2 separate regions of the Rattus norvegicus genome follow, and region 2 is linked to region 1. Evidence: chromatin contacts called from public Hi-C data. All regions are on one chromosome and are shown on one strand. The core of a region is the stretch at or near the end of the contact, and the rest is flanking DNA. Distances in the headings are between cores, read along the strand shown.

Region 1 (6,100 bases), core at 1,439-3,938:
ACCTGATAGATTTTGCTAATAATACATTATCTACATTCTAAAAACTACTAAGAATAAAACAGAACAAAGCAGGAAAATTCTACTACTTACCACTAAGGTTTAGGCATACTTGACTCCATGATTAGTTTTCAATCAGATTCAAATTTTTTAATAGAATACTATCCCTAGATATTGTATGTGATGTTCAATCAATAGGTGAGATCTTAAATCAGTAACAAATATTTATATTCATTTTATGTTTCTATTTTCTTCTAAAAATTAAGTTGGGCCAGGAAGATGGCTTAGGGTAAAGGTCCTGCCACCAAACGTAATAAATGAGTCCACTCCTATGGTCCAATGGGTAGAGGAGAGAACCAACTCCACAAGGCTGGCTGTGGCTCCCACTTGCTTGTATAGCCATGTGTGCACAGTCACACATCCAATATGTTAAAAAAAAGAAAAAAACACCTATTTTTGACTTGTTAAAGACACCAAGATAACTTCAGGATTCTTGGAAGGTAATCCAAAAAGAAAGTCAGAGGTAAAAAGTGATGTATTAGCACTGACGTAAGTGATCATGAAGCCGGACTGGCCAGCAGCAACACACTTCTTTATCCCAGTACTCGGAGGCAGAGGCAATCGAAGCTGAGATTGAGGACAGCCTGGGTCTACAGAGGGAGCTCCAGCCAGGGATACACAGAGAAGCCCTGTCTTGAGGGAAAAAAAAATAAAATAAGGAGACAATTCCATTTAGGAGTGTGTAACCCAGCTCTGTTTCTGTCACCTTGGATATGGTTTTTATCCTCAATATTTTTCCTTATATATGCATGTGTGGAGTTTAGAGTTCAACTTGAGAGTCAGTTCTCTTCCCCCATTCTAGAGATGAAATTTACATCATCAGGAGCGGCCTTGGCAGCTCCACCTCCCAGCTGCTTCAATTAAAGGCAAGAACCACCATAGTTTACTCTACTTTTCAAAAAACTCCCTCATACATAAAACAACCACAACTTACTCAAAGTACTGTAATAAGCATTAAACTGTTAAAGTGGCAAACAGGAGAGAACTCAGGATATGGTGCCTATAGTGTTTTAAATATTATCCCAGCCAGCTATTGGAAAATGATAATAAATCCCACAGCTAAGTAATACCGGATCCGAATTGACACTAAAGTATTGGACTATACCATTTAACCATTAACTCCCGGCGTAGCCAGAGCCACTAAATGCAGCAAACTGTCACGGGCTTTGTTGTGCCACCCCAGTTTGGGGCCTCCACACTCTAAGGGTTATGCCAGTGAGATAGATAGGCAGCCTGGGGTTTTAATAATGAAAACTTCCAACTCTAAATAGAAAATGAAGGATGGCAAAAAGACAGATTTTGATTACTCAAAGAGAAAACCTACCAAGTGAGAGAGAGGAAAACAAACGGGTGTAGCTGGGGGCAAGAACAGTCCCGCCACACAATCTAGAGGAAGCAATCTCTCCCCAGAGTCTAGTCAAGAAAACTGCTGAACAGTTTCCTTCAGATTCCCGCTTCCCCTTAACTAAAAAGGAAAAAAAAAAAAGTTTTTAGCCGGGTTGTGGTGGCTGCGGTGGACGCTGTGCAAAGGCAGAGGCAGGCGGATCTCTGAGTTCCAAGCCAGCCAGGGCTACGCAGAGAAACTGCCTCATGGCGGGAAAATGTAATAGAAATACTAATTTAGCTGGCCATGGTTGTGATCGCCTTTAATCTGGGCCCTGGGAAGTAGAGGATCTTTTGAGACTCCATCTCAAGAACCCAAGGTATTAAAACTTGAGCCAGGAGTGGGGACACACCCTTTCGATGCCAGCATTTGAGAGGCGGGGACAGGAGATCTAGATAATAAACCCGGAGACAGTCGGGGATGCCTTAAGTTGCCTCAAAGCAAGACCACCCTCACTTTGTGCCTCGCCGAGTCCCCAGTCTCCTCTGCCAGCTAGGTAAAGAATGGCTCAACTGCGAGATGGCAGAGCTATTTAAAAGGGTGCAGCTGTACGTGTTTTGGGATTATTCAAGGGAAGGGTAGGACGGGGTGCACTCGCACAAACGCCTCCCTGACTGGAGACCGCTTCCACAGACGAACATCTTGACACTTCAGCAAGACTTTGGGGCCGTTGGAAGACCGCCGTGAGGGTGAGTAGGGAGGGGAGCGCCCACAGTGACCCTTCCCCCCGGTGGCCCGGCCGCGGCCGGGCAGCCTGCGTGCGTGCGAGCTTTCCCGGGAGGAGCGCGGCTGCCCGGACGCTCGGCCCAACACGGAAGTGCGTTCGGGCCCCCTCAGAGTTGGCGCTGAGGGGCGCCGCTTCCAGACCTCCCCCGCCCTCCCCGCCGGGCGAGCCGTTAGCGAAGCGGGTTTCCCGGGCGCCGCGGAGGGGCGCAGAGTCCGCAGCGCGGGGAGGGAGGGGGGGATCGAGCGAGACCCGACGGTCAGCGGTGGAACCCGGGCCGAGCACCGACCTGGCCTTGCCGCCTCGCCTCGCACGACAGCGGCAGTAGCGTGATCCCGGGGCCGCGCGCCGCCCGGTGCTCTCCCTTTCCTGTTCCTAGGGTTTTCTCTTCCCCTCTCTTTTCACTTCTTCCCGCCCAATCCGCCGCGCTCGGGCGTCCCTCCTCCTCCTCCAGCCCCCGCCCAACTCCCTCGGGGCTCGAAAATCCCCCGCGGCCGCCCCCTTTCCCCGCACACGTGAGCAGCCCGCCCAAGTCTCGCGAGAGGATTGTCACTTCCCCTCCCCCTCACTACAGAGTGCGCGAACGAGAAAGGAGGAGGGCGCTCCAGGCGACAGCGCTGCAGACGCCATTATCCTCTGCTTCTCCGCTGCACAGACGTCGCCGTCGTGCTCGTCTCCCACTCGATTGCGGCCTGTAGGTATCGGGGCGATTGGGGCTTCGGGGTGGCGAGTCCCGGGTGCGGGTTGGCGCCCCGGGATGGCGGCTCAGGCTCTCCCCACACCCGGGTTTTCTCAGGCCCGCGGCCTTACAGCCCAAAGGGAGTCGCCGGCGGAAGGCGGGGTTCTCGGCGCCGTAATTGACGCGGCCTTGGGCCAATCGCTTCGCCCTCGCACCACCGCCGAAGCCTGGGCAGCCAATGGGGCGCGACGCTGAGGTGGGAGGGGGTTTGTCCTCGTTCTCTGTCTAGCAGTGACCGACCGTCGGAGGCGGCGCGGCCGGGAGGCAACGGCGGACTCGCGCGGTGAGCAAGGCCGGGCGAGCCGCGCTTGCGGGAGCGGGGCCGGACCCCTAGTCGGCTGTCGTGGGGGCGCTCGGGCCGGTCATGGCCGGCCGGGGAACGTTGCCCGGGCTCCCCTCCCCCACCGCCGCCATTTCCCCGAGCGTGCCTCTGCAGTTGGCGTGCTGGGGCTAGATGGTGTCAGGGGCCGGTGGGGAAAGGCCTGTGGGCTTAGGACCCGGGCGCCCAGTGTGGAGGGAGCGCCGGGCTGGCCGGTGGGCTCGCGGGTGTCGTGCGCCGCGGCGCCCCCGCCGCCCTCTTTGTCCCTCCACAGCGTGGGCCTCCCTCCCCCAGGTGGGGGTGCTGCGCGGCGGGGCGGATGGGGCGGCCGCGGCTCCCGCGGCTGCTTTGTCTCGGGCAGTGGGGGAGGTGCGGGGGACGGGCGCTCGCGAGCCCGCGTGCTGGGTGGGGGAGGGGGGTCTCGCGCGACTCCGCCTAGTCGCACGTAGTCGCCATTACGCGGGCCGCCATTTCCTGTCGGGTCCGGGTGAGGAGAGCCTCGGCGCGCCGCTCGGCGACGGTAGCGGGGCGCTTCGTGGGGCCGGGCCGTGGGCGGGAGGACGACGCGTGCTGTCTGTCGCTCGGCGGACCTGTTAGTGCTAGCGGGTTTCGGGGACCGCGGCTACAGGGCGAGGGCTCGACTATCTTGCGTAGACCCTGGTGCTCATTTGCTTGAACCCCTTTGCCCTCGCAGCTGGAGCTTGAGCAGAGTAACCGGGCTCGGCGTTTCAAGTCACCGTCAGGGTGACAGACACTTGCAGCCGGCGTTTTGGAATAGGAGAAGTCATAAGTGCGATACCCGTGATATTCTGTGCTAGTCCTTGGTTTGGTAGGACCACAAGTTGACCGGACCAGTTGTAGCGCTTTGGTTGCAGTCTTGGAGAGTTGAATAAGAGGCGAAATTGTTGGGAGGCAGCCTTTCTAACATCACTTAAAATAGTGGTGCTGGTGGTTAAAGGCTCCGTGGCTTTGCGATAACTGTGGTAGTAATATCAATCTGGTGCCTTAATCAGAATTTTAGATTTCTCTGTGTGAAAGTTTAATGTAGTTTGTATTTGCCGTTAGGTTTTGTGAGGTTGGCAGATTTAATTGATTAGTGTCAGTCACGACAGGGGTGGGGGCACAAGTAACTACTAGTCCTAGCTTTGTGATAAGACTTGGTCTTTTCAAGAATTAGTCTTGTGAACAAAATTTTAAGTCGGCTGGCTTTTCCGTTGTAATGAAATGAAGCAAGTTGCTGAGGACAGAATTACTGATGTTTTATTTCTTTGGGGGGGGAGGTTTTGGTGGTGGAAGTGGTTAGACTTTTGTTTCATTGAGACAGTCTGAATAGTCTAAAAGGAATCCATTACACCTGTCTCTCAATTTGTATAGTTTTTAAAAATTGTAAACAAAATAGTCTTTGCTTTCTGATAAGCCAAATATACAAGCTAGCTTCTTTTATTTTTTAACAGATTGGTGGATCCATTTAGTTCAAGAAAATGGAGACCGAACAGCCAGAAGAAACCTTCCCTAACACCGAAACCAATGGTGAATTTGGTGAGGAGATACTTTAATTCTAATCAATTGTATATTTTCTGTTCCGTTACTTTTCACCATCAATATCACGTTTGGTATGTTCTGTTTACCTCTTACATAGATTTTAATTCTGTAGTCTCGAGTTTGTATGTTACATCTTCGTTTTTATGAAAAGAAGTAACCTTTTCTTGTACTGGTTAGAAACCAGTACAATTTTTTTCCACCCACCATTTTTAATCCTTTAATATATTTATTAAAATAAGGTCTTTGATGTTAGGAAGGAAGAAGACAAAGACAGGGACTTAAAAACGTGGTTTCAGCTACCTCTTCTTGGGGATTTAAATTCTTGGGTAACTTAAAATTTAAACTTTAATTTCTAGGTAAACGCCCTGCAGAAGATATGGAAGAGGAACAAGCCTTTAAAAGATCTAGAAATACTGATGAGATGGTTGAATTGCGCATTTTGCTTCAGAGCAAGGTATAAGCTTTTTTTCCTCTAAATTTTGGAAATTAGTGGACAAATAGAAATGATTTTTTTTTTTTTTCACTTTGAGCTCTGTTTTGACTCTGGAAAGCTTTCATAGCTTTATACATAAGCGTTTTCCATGGGTTCGTTTGTTTTGAGCTCTTGATCCTCTGTCTGCCTTTGAGTTCAGGGAGTATGGGGTGCACTGTCACATTTAGTTGCTGTGGTTCTTGATGATGATAAGCAGGCTTCAAAACTGCAGGTAGTGCTGAATTTGTGATGGTGAAAACCCTATTACGGGGTCCACCTCACGTAAACTAGAAAAGGAGTGGAGTGACTGTAGACATTCCAGATTTTAGGTGTTGGCTGCATTTTATTACCCGAAGCTAGTTTATTTAATTTTACCCTATCACTCTGTTCAAGTCGTAATATAAAAGTAGTTGCTGCTTAGATTCTATTTGTTTTTATAAGAAGGCACTTGTAATCTATACTTTATCCGTGCCTGATGTTCTACTAAATATTCCAAAGACCTGTTGTAAAACAATATCCATCTTGATAGTTCTCAAGATTTTTAGTGCTGTGCAAACTATTAAAGTTAAAAATGTAGTTTAAGAATGCTAATTTTCTAAATGCAAAATAATTTTTTTATCCATTCCAGAATGCTGGGGCAGTGATTGGAAAAGGAGGCAAGAATATTAAGGCTCTCCGTACAGACGTAAGTATTAAACTACTGACAGAGCAAATTCATTGTATGTTTCTAGAATTTGAAAGGCTCACAACTTAGAACTCACTGACTAGCTGCAAACCATTCGTAATAATTAATGGTTATATGGATGACTTCTGCTTTCTTAAAACCCTGATTAAGGTGGAACATACATAATTAAATCTTTTCA
Region 2 (6,100 bases), core at 928-3,427, 240 kb after region 1:
CAAAATCGATTAAAAAAAAAAAAAAAAAAAAAAGACCTGAGGCCAGAGAAATGACTCAGAAGTTAACAGCACTGGCTGCTCGGGTTGGATTCCCGGCGCCCACATGGTGGCTTTAAATCATCTGTAACTCCAGACGAACACCAAACAGCTCCTTGCCTTGAACTTTCTGCTTGCTGTGCTATTTTAGCCCTCCCGTGTTCAAACACCGTGATGCACACCCCACCCGACCTGCCGCTTGAATCCAATCCTGGCGTACAATTTTGGGGCAATAAAGCTACGGTCTTAAAAACCATTACTTAAAATGTTTTAAACATCATGTATAGGTGCGGGTGTCTGCATATGCACATGAGTGCAGGGGTGTGTGCAGAGGCCAGAGCTTCCATTAGGGCGGAAGCTCTCACCAGGGTGCTGGGAACTGACCAGAACTCAGGTCCTCTGGAAACAGCAAGTGCTGCTAACCAGTGAGCCATCTCTTCAGCCCTCAAGTTTATTTTAAAATGGGGGCGGGGGGGAGCCCCACGTTTTCCTTGTTGTATGTACTGGCTGATTTTGTGTGTCAACTTGACAGAAGGTAAGAGCCATCGGAGAGAAAGGAGCTTCAGTTGAGGAAATGCCGTGAAATTCGGCTAGAGGGCATTTTCTCAACTAGTTGATCAATGGGGAAGGCCTAGCTCACTTTGGGTGGTGGGTGCCATCCTTGGTGGTCCTGTGTTCTATAAGAAAGCAGGCCGAGCAAGCCATGTGAATCGAGCCAGTAAGCATCATCCCCCCCTCCTGGTTCTAGTCTTGCTTGAGTTCCTGACTTCCTCCAATGATGGACTATGAAGGGGAGATGGAAACCAAATAAACCCTTTCCTTCCCAGCTTGCTTTTTGGTCATGGTGTTTTCGTTGCAGCAAGAGAAACCCTGAGACACTGTAGAAATCGAGATCTTGTCTGTGAACACTAAGCACTGTACCCGACAGTTTTTAATCTAGCTATATTGAATAAAGTTGGTAAAATGGCTGTATGTGTTCACGAAGCTGGCAGCAGGGCACAGAGGTGCACCCGAATGAGGAAGATGGAAAGTAACGGGAAAGGGGTTGCTGGGGACACAACTCTGATTCGTGAAGCCCTGACTTTATATTCCCAAACCACAGGAGGGATGGTGGTGAGAACGTAATAAAAATGTGAAAACTTCATAGAACATGCTTGGGGGGGCTAATATCCCATGAGTTCGAGGTCAGCCTGGGCTGAATAAAGCCCGTCTCAAAGGTAGCAGCGTTCAGAAGGGGCAGATTAAACACTGGCTGGCTCGCACGGAACATGTCTGCAGGAGTTTGCTGCAGAGGAACAGGGCGGAGCATCGCTAGCCGCTACCACGGGCCGGGCTCGGGCCTTGTCTGGGTCACCCGGCCTGAAGGGCTTTGGAGTTGTTAATTTCTCACGGACTCGCTTGGGCGAGCAGAGTGGCACGGGGCAAGAGTCACATTAGCTTAACCGGGCCACCAGCCCACCGTAAACGGCCAATAACCGCTTTGGGGGGTCAGGCCTCGGCCCACCATCTTTGTGCCGCCCGAGGGGAGCTGACGCCAGGTGCGGGCCGGCCCCAACAGTCAAGTTTTCAAAAAGCCCGCGCGGGGCCCCGGGCAGATCCGTTGGGAACGGCCAGAATTCCCGCGAGGGCGCGCGAGGACGAGGCGTGCGGGCGACAGCCAGCTCCGCACAGGAGGCGCCGGGCCAGCGCTCAAGAGGTGCGCGCCCGTCCCGCAGCGGCGGAAAACGGAAGTGTGATCCAGGTTCTGTCGCTGATTGGCTATCCGGACACGTCCCTCAAGGGGCTGGCGCGAACGCCACTGAGGAGTTGGGCCTGGGGATCCGGCAAAGGGAGGGAGGGAAGGCTGCGGGAACAGCCGCGCGGCTGACAGGAAACGCTCCGCGGACGCGCGCGGAGGGCTTTGGCGGGCCGTCTCCGGGGTGCTGCAGCACCGCGTCGAGGGCGAGCGTGGAGGCGGAAGAAGCGGCAGACGCCAAGGAGCCCGAGGCCGGGACGGAAACCGCGGAGGGCGGGGAGGCCGCGGCCTAGAGCGGCGCTGCGGCGCGGTAGGCGGGACTAAGGCGAGCGCGGAGGCGATTGGCTGGCGGCCCGGCGTCGCTGGTGACGCACCGCGCGGGGAGGGTGCGCGCGCCTTCAGCGGCCTCTTTGTGTGGTGTCCTGATAGGGGAGCGGAGGTGGCGGCCGCGGCGGCCCTGGTAGGGTTCCAGCGTCCTCGGCTCGCCCTCGGGCCGGCAGCGCGCCCCTTCCCTCCCCCTCCCGCCCCTTCCCCGCCGGCGGCGGCGGCGGCCGGGCCCGGGCTCTGACGAGGCCTCGGCGACCGCTTAACGGCGACGGCGACGCCGCGGAGCGCGCAGGGCGGGGGCAGGGCCCGGGCGTCCGACATGGAGAACTCGCAGCTGTGCAAGCTGTTCATCGGCGGCCTGAACGTGCAGACGAGTGAGTCGGGGCTGCGCGGCCACTTCGAGGCCTTCGGGACGCTGACGGACTGCGTGGTGGTGGTGAACCCCCAGACGAAGCGCTCCCGCTGCTTCGGCTTCGTGACCTACTCGAACGTGGAGGAGGCGGACGCCGCCATGGCCGCGTCGCCGCACGCGGTGGACGGCAACACGGTGGAGCTGAAGCGCGCCGTGTCGCGCGAGGATTCGGCGCGGCCCGGGGCCCACGCCAAGGTGAAGAAGCTGTTCGTGGGCGGCCTCAAGGGCGACGTGGCGGAGGGCGACCTGATCGAGCACTTCTCGCAGTTCGGCGCCGTGGAGAAGGCGGAGATCATCGCCGACAAGCAGTCCGGCAAGAAGCGCGGCTTCGGCTTCGTCTACTTCCAGAGCCACGACGCGGCCGACAAGGCGGCGGTGGTCAAGTTCCACCCGATCCAGGGCCACCGCGTGGAGGTGAAGAAGGCGGTGCCCAAGGAGGATATCCACGCGGGCGGCGGGGGCGCGCGGGCGGCCCGGGGCGGGCGCGGCGGCGGCCGGGGCCGCGGCGGCGGCGGGGGAGGCGGCGGCGGCCGAGACCAGAACGGGCTGGCCAAGGGCGGCGGCGGCGGCTACAACAGCTACGGCGGCTACGGGGGCTACGGCGCCTACGGGGGCGGCGGCGGCGGCGGCTCGTACGGCGGCAGCGACTACGGCAACGGCTTCGGCGGCTTCGGCAGCTACAGCCAGCACCAGTCCTCGTACGGGCCGATGAAGAGCGGCGGAGGCGGAGGCGGAGGCGGCGGCAGCTGGGGCGGCCGCAGCAACAGTGGACCGTACAGAGGCGGCTACGGCGGCGGCGGCGGCGGCGGCTACGGCGGAGGCTCGTTCTAGAAGCCGGGTTCCGGATGCCAGCGGCGGCGGCGGCAGGCGCGGCCTCCCTCGCCCTCCGCGCCCACCCCAGGTGCCCCCGGGAGAGCCGCTCACCCCGGGGGGCGCGACCCCCGCTTGCCTGCCCGTCCCCGTCCCCCCGAAGGTGGACTCGGCCCCACACACACATTTTTGTGTTACAGTCATTGATGGACTCTATTTTTTTATTATTACTTGGACCTTGGTCGTTTTTATACTAGCAAGATGTCTCGTTTTAATTTGTGTTTTTTGGGGGGGCGGCGGGCGGGGGGCTGAACTTGCTGATTCTGTAGCAAAACCGGGGTGGGGGTTGGGTGGGAGGGTAGTTTACTTTGTTGTAAGGACTTGATACCTGGCTACAGCGTTTTCTATGAAACCTACTTGGATCCCATGCCTGAAATTTGGAAGCATATGTACAAAAATCATTTTTACGTTTTATTTTTAATAAATCATTGTGTTTGACCGTACATGTCTAACATTTTTTTTCTAGGATCCACTCCTTACCGTTTTAAAGGAAATTTTTGTTAGGTTTTGATGTGTACTTTGAGAAGCTTCAAGGAGGTCTTGTGGGTTCTTTTTTTTTTCTCCTTCCTGTTTGCCCAGTTAGTGATGTGTTGAATTTAACCTTTTACAGACAAAACGTTTTGAAGTGGTGGATGTGGCTGTTCAGTTTCTGTGCATCCATCTCTGTAATAAGCGGTTTGCTTATCATCTTGACATGGTTGGTTCTTCTTTCTCTGAGAATTTACTCAAAATATGTACTGTGTAGTTTTAAAAGAAACAGTTTGTGTTTAAAGCATGTGTTCTCATTCATATAAACTGTTTAAAACTTTTTTAGATGACCTAGTTTCACCCTTATTGGTTTGTCTGTAATGAATGGTTACAAATAAGGGTTCTATTTTACCCTAACACTAAATGAGTTTTTTTAAGATGTATTTTCAGAGCAGGTTTAAAAAAAACCGTTTCTTCCCTAAGTCTGAACTTTGTCCTTTTAAGTCCAACCGATGTAGCACCATCTGCTGGTAGAGTGGCAGTATAGCTGCAAGAAAGTTGGTTTAAAAAAACCAATTTCATCAGATTTAGCAGTTTGCCACCAGAAGTCTGCAGACTTGAAAGGTCCGCATTTACTTGTAGCTGAGACGGGCTTCCCAGGAGTGTAGTTAACAGCCCGTGATCAGTCGCTTTTCTACGTGAGATTTGAATATGTAAACTGCTATGCATAGCTTGGGCAGTAGCCCCAAACTGCTCTGATAGCTACTGAAGCAGCTGTGTGTACTGGGGTTTTAGGTGCAAGTTGTAAAACAAAATATCTGTATTCTGCTTGGTTAACGTGTATTTGTAGCCCTTCATGCAATAGAATTCAAGTTGTTGTTTATAAAAAAAAAAACAAACACTGATAATAGGAGAAAATTGCCTTCCTGAATAGAAACATAGAATAGCAACGTTTATGGATATCACAAATAAAGACTTCAATTCTTACATGATCGAGTGAGAGTATGTATAACCTGGTGGGTGGGTTCAGAGTACCAGTTAACTTGCTGGGTTTAATGGTATGGTAAGAATCCGGCTCAGTTTGAAAGCCCAAAGCCTTATAGTAGCAAGCTTTTGGGAAGATTTTTTTTTTTCACATTTTAAAATATTTTATGTGGGAACCTCCACATTTTAAGTTTTCTATAATTTCTAAGATCAGACTCTAGCCAAAATACTGTAATTACTAAGGCTCTTACAAAGGTAGGAGAGGGCCAACGTTAGGCTGGTTTGCCCAGTGCAGTGAACCATAGCTGATGCTCGGTCCAAGAATTTAACAGTCGACAGTGTAGGGGTGTGTTTGCACATGAAAGTAAGAATTGCATGAACTTCTTTTTCACCATTCTTCCCTTAAATTCCTGCTTGAAACTACACTTGAAGATCTAATGCAGGCTCTTTGGGATCCCTCTAGGGTACAGGAAAAGATCTAAAACTCACGTTAACCTCTGATTTAAGGTTATATTTGATGAAAAAACTGAGCTGTTAGGTATTGTGGAAGATTGTCACATGTGAGGTGGTCAGTTTTTCAGTAAGTGACTTGTAAAAAGGTAGTGGATGACTTAAAATTCCATAAGATCCCACAGTTCCAGGTCTATTAACAGATCAGTGTTGGCGGTGAAAGGAAGATGGTAATGTTTTTGTAGGCACTTCCTGTGTTCCCCTAGCCAGCCTTTGGCACGTAGCGTGTTTTAAATGGGTAGACAACTGTGATGTCTTGCTTCACCGGTGAGAACTTGGAGGACAGGAGGTGGTGATAAGAGTCCTTTGAGTATAGTTTGTCATGCCTGAATGTTTGCTGATTTTTCCAGAGTGTAAGTTGTAAGGTAATTATTAGTTAATAGTGTGGAAGATCCTTACATTGGTTTGTGTGTGAGCGTGTGCCTTTCACCCAGCACCTGTGGAGGCAGGAGGACGCTTTGGAGTCCACTCTCCTGTTGGCTGGGTCTGGGGATCTGAGTTCCTTTACCAGCTGAGCCATATTTGATGGACATCTTTAAAGATGGTAATAGGATGCCTAGCGAGCGCAAGGCCCTGGGTTCGGTCCCCAGCTCTGAAGAAAAAAAAAAAAAAAGGTGGCCAAAAAAAAGATGGTAATAGGATCTTTTTAAGTGTACTTTTGAAAAAAGGGGAATGTGTGTGCGAGTGCAGGTTCCTGCAGAGCTCAGAGTCTGGAGCTGGACTATAGGTTGCCAGATGTGGGGGGGGGGGGGGGTCCT

What was found. A called contact is a pair of places that touch in the nucleus more often than the background predicts.
Region 2: a Hi-C map of liver shows a contact between it and region 1, with 3 times the contacts expected there. The contact joins the promoter of Hnrnpa0 here to the promoter of Rmi1 in region 1. A contact is called at or near these places in 2 of 12 Hi-C or Micro-C datasets (hepatocytes and liver) and 1 of 1 datasets of contacts at active chromatin or transcription factors (oligodendrocytes).

What each region holds. Positions count from the first base shown.
Region 1 is chr17:6,266,563-6,272,662 of GRCr8, forward strand. It overlaps Rmi1 (RecQ mediated genome instability 1), which reads right to left and starts at 2,689. Exons shown (of 3, transcript NM_001400626.1): 1 at 2,455-2,689. Hnrnpk (heterogeneous nuclear ribonucleoprotein K) reads left to right here and starts at 4,678. Exons shown (of 15, transcript NM_057141.1): 1 at 4,678-4,762; 2 at 5,122-5,219; 3 at 5,866-5,922. The coding sequence starts at 4,705.
Region 2 is chr17:6,510,952-6,517,051 of GRCr8, forward strand. Hnrnpa0 (heterogeneous nuclear ribonucleoprotein A0) reads left to right here and starts at 2,178. Exons shown (of 1, transcript NM_001400783.1): 1 at 2,178-4,835. The coding sequence starts at 2,418. The coding sequence ends at 3,341.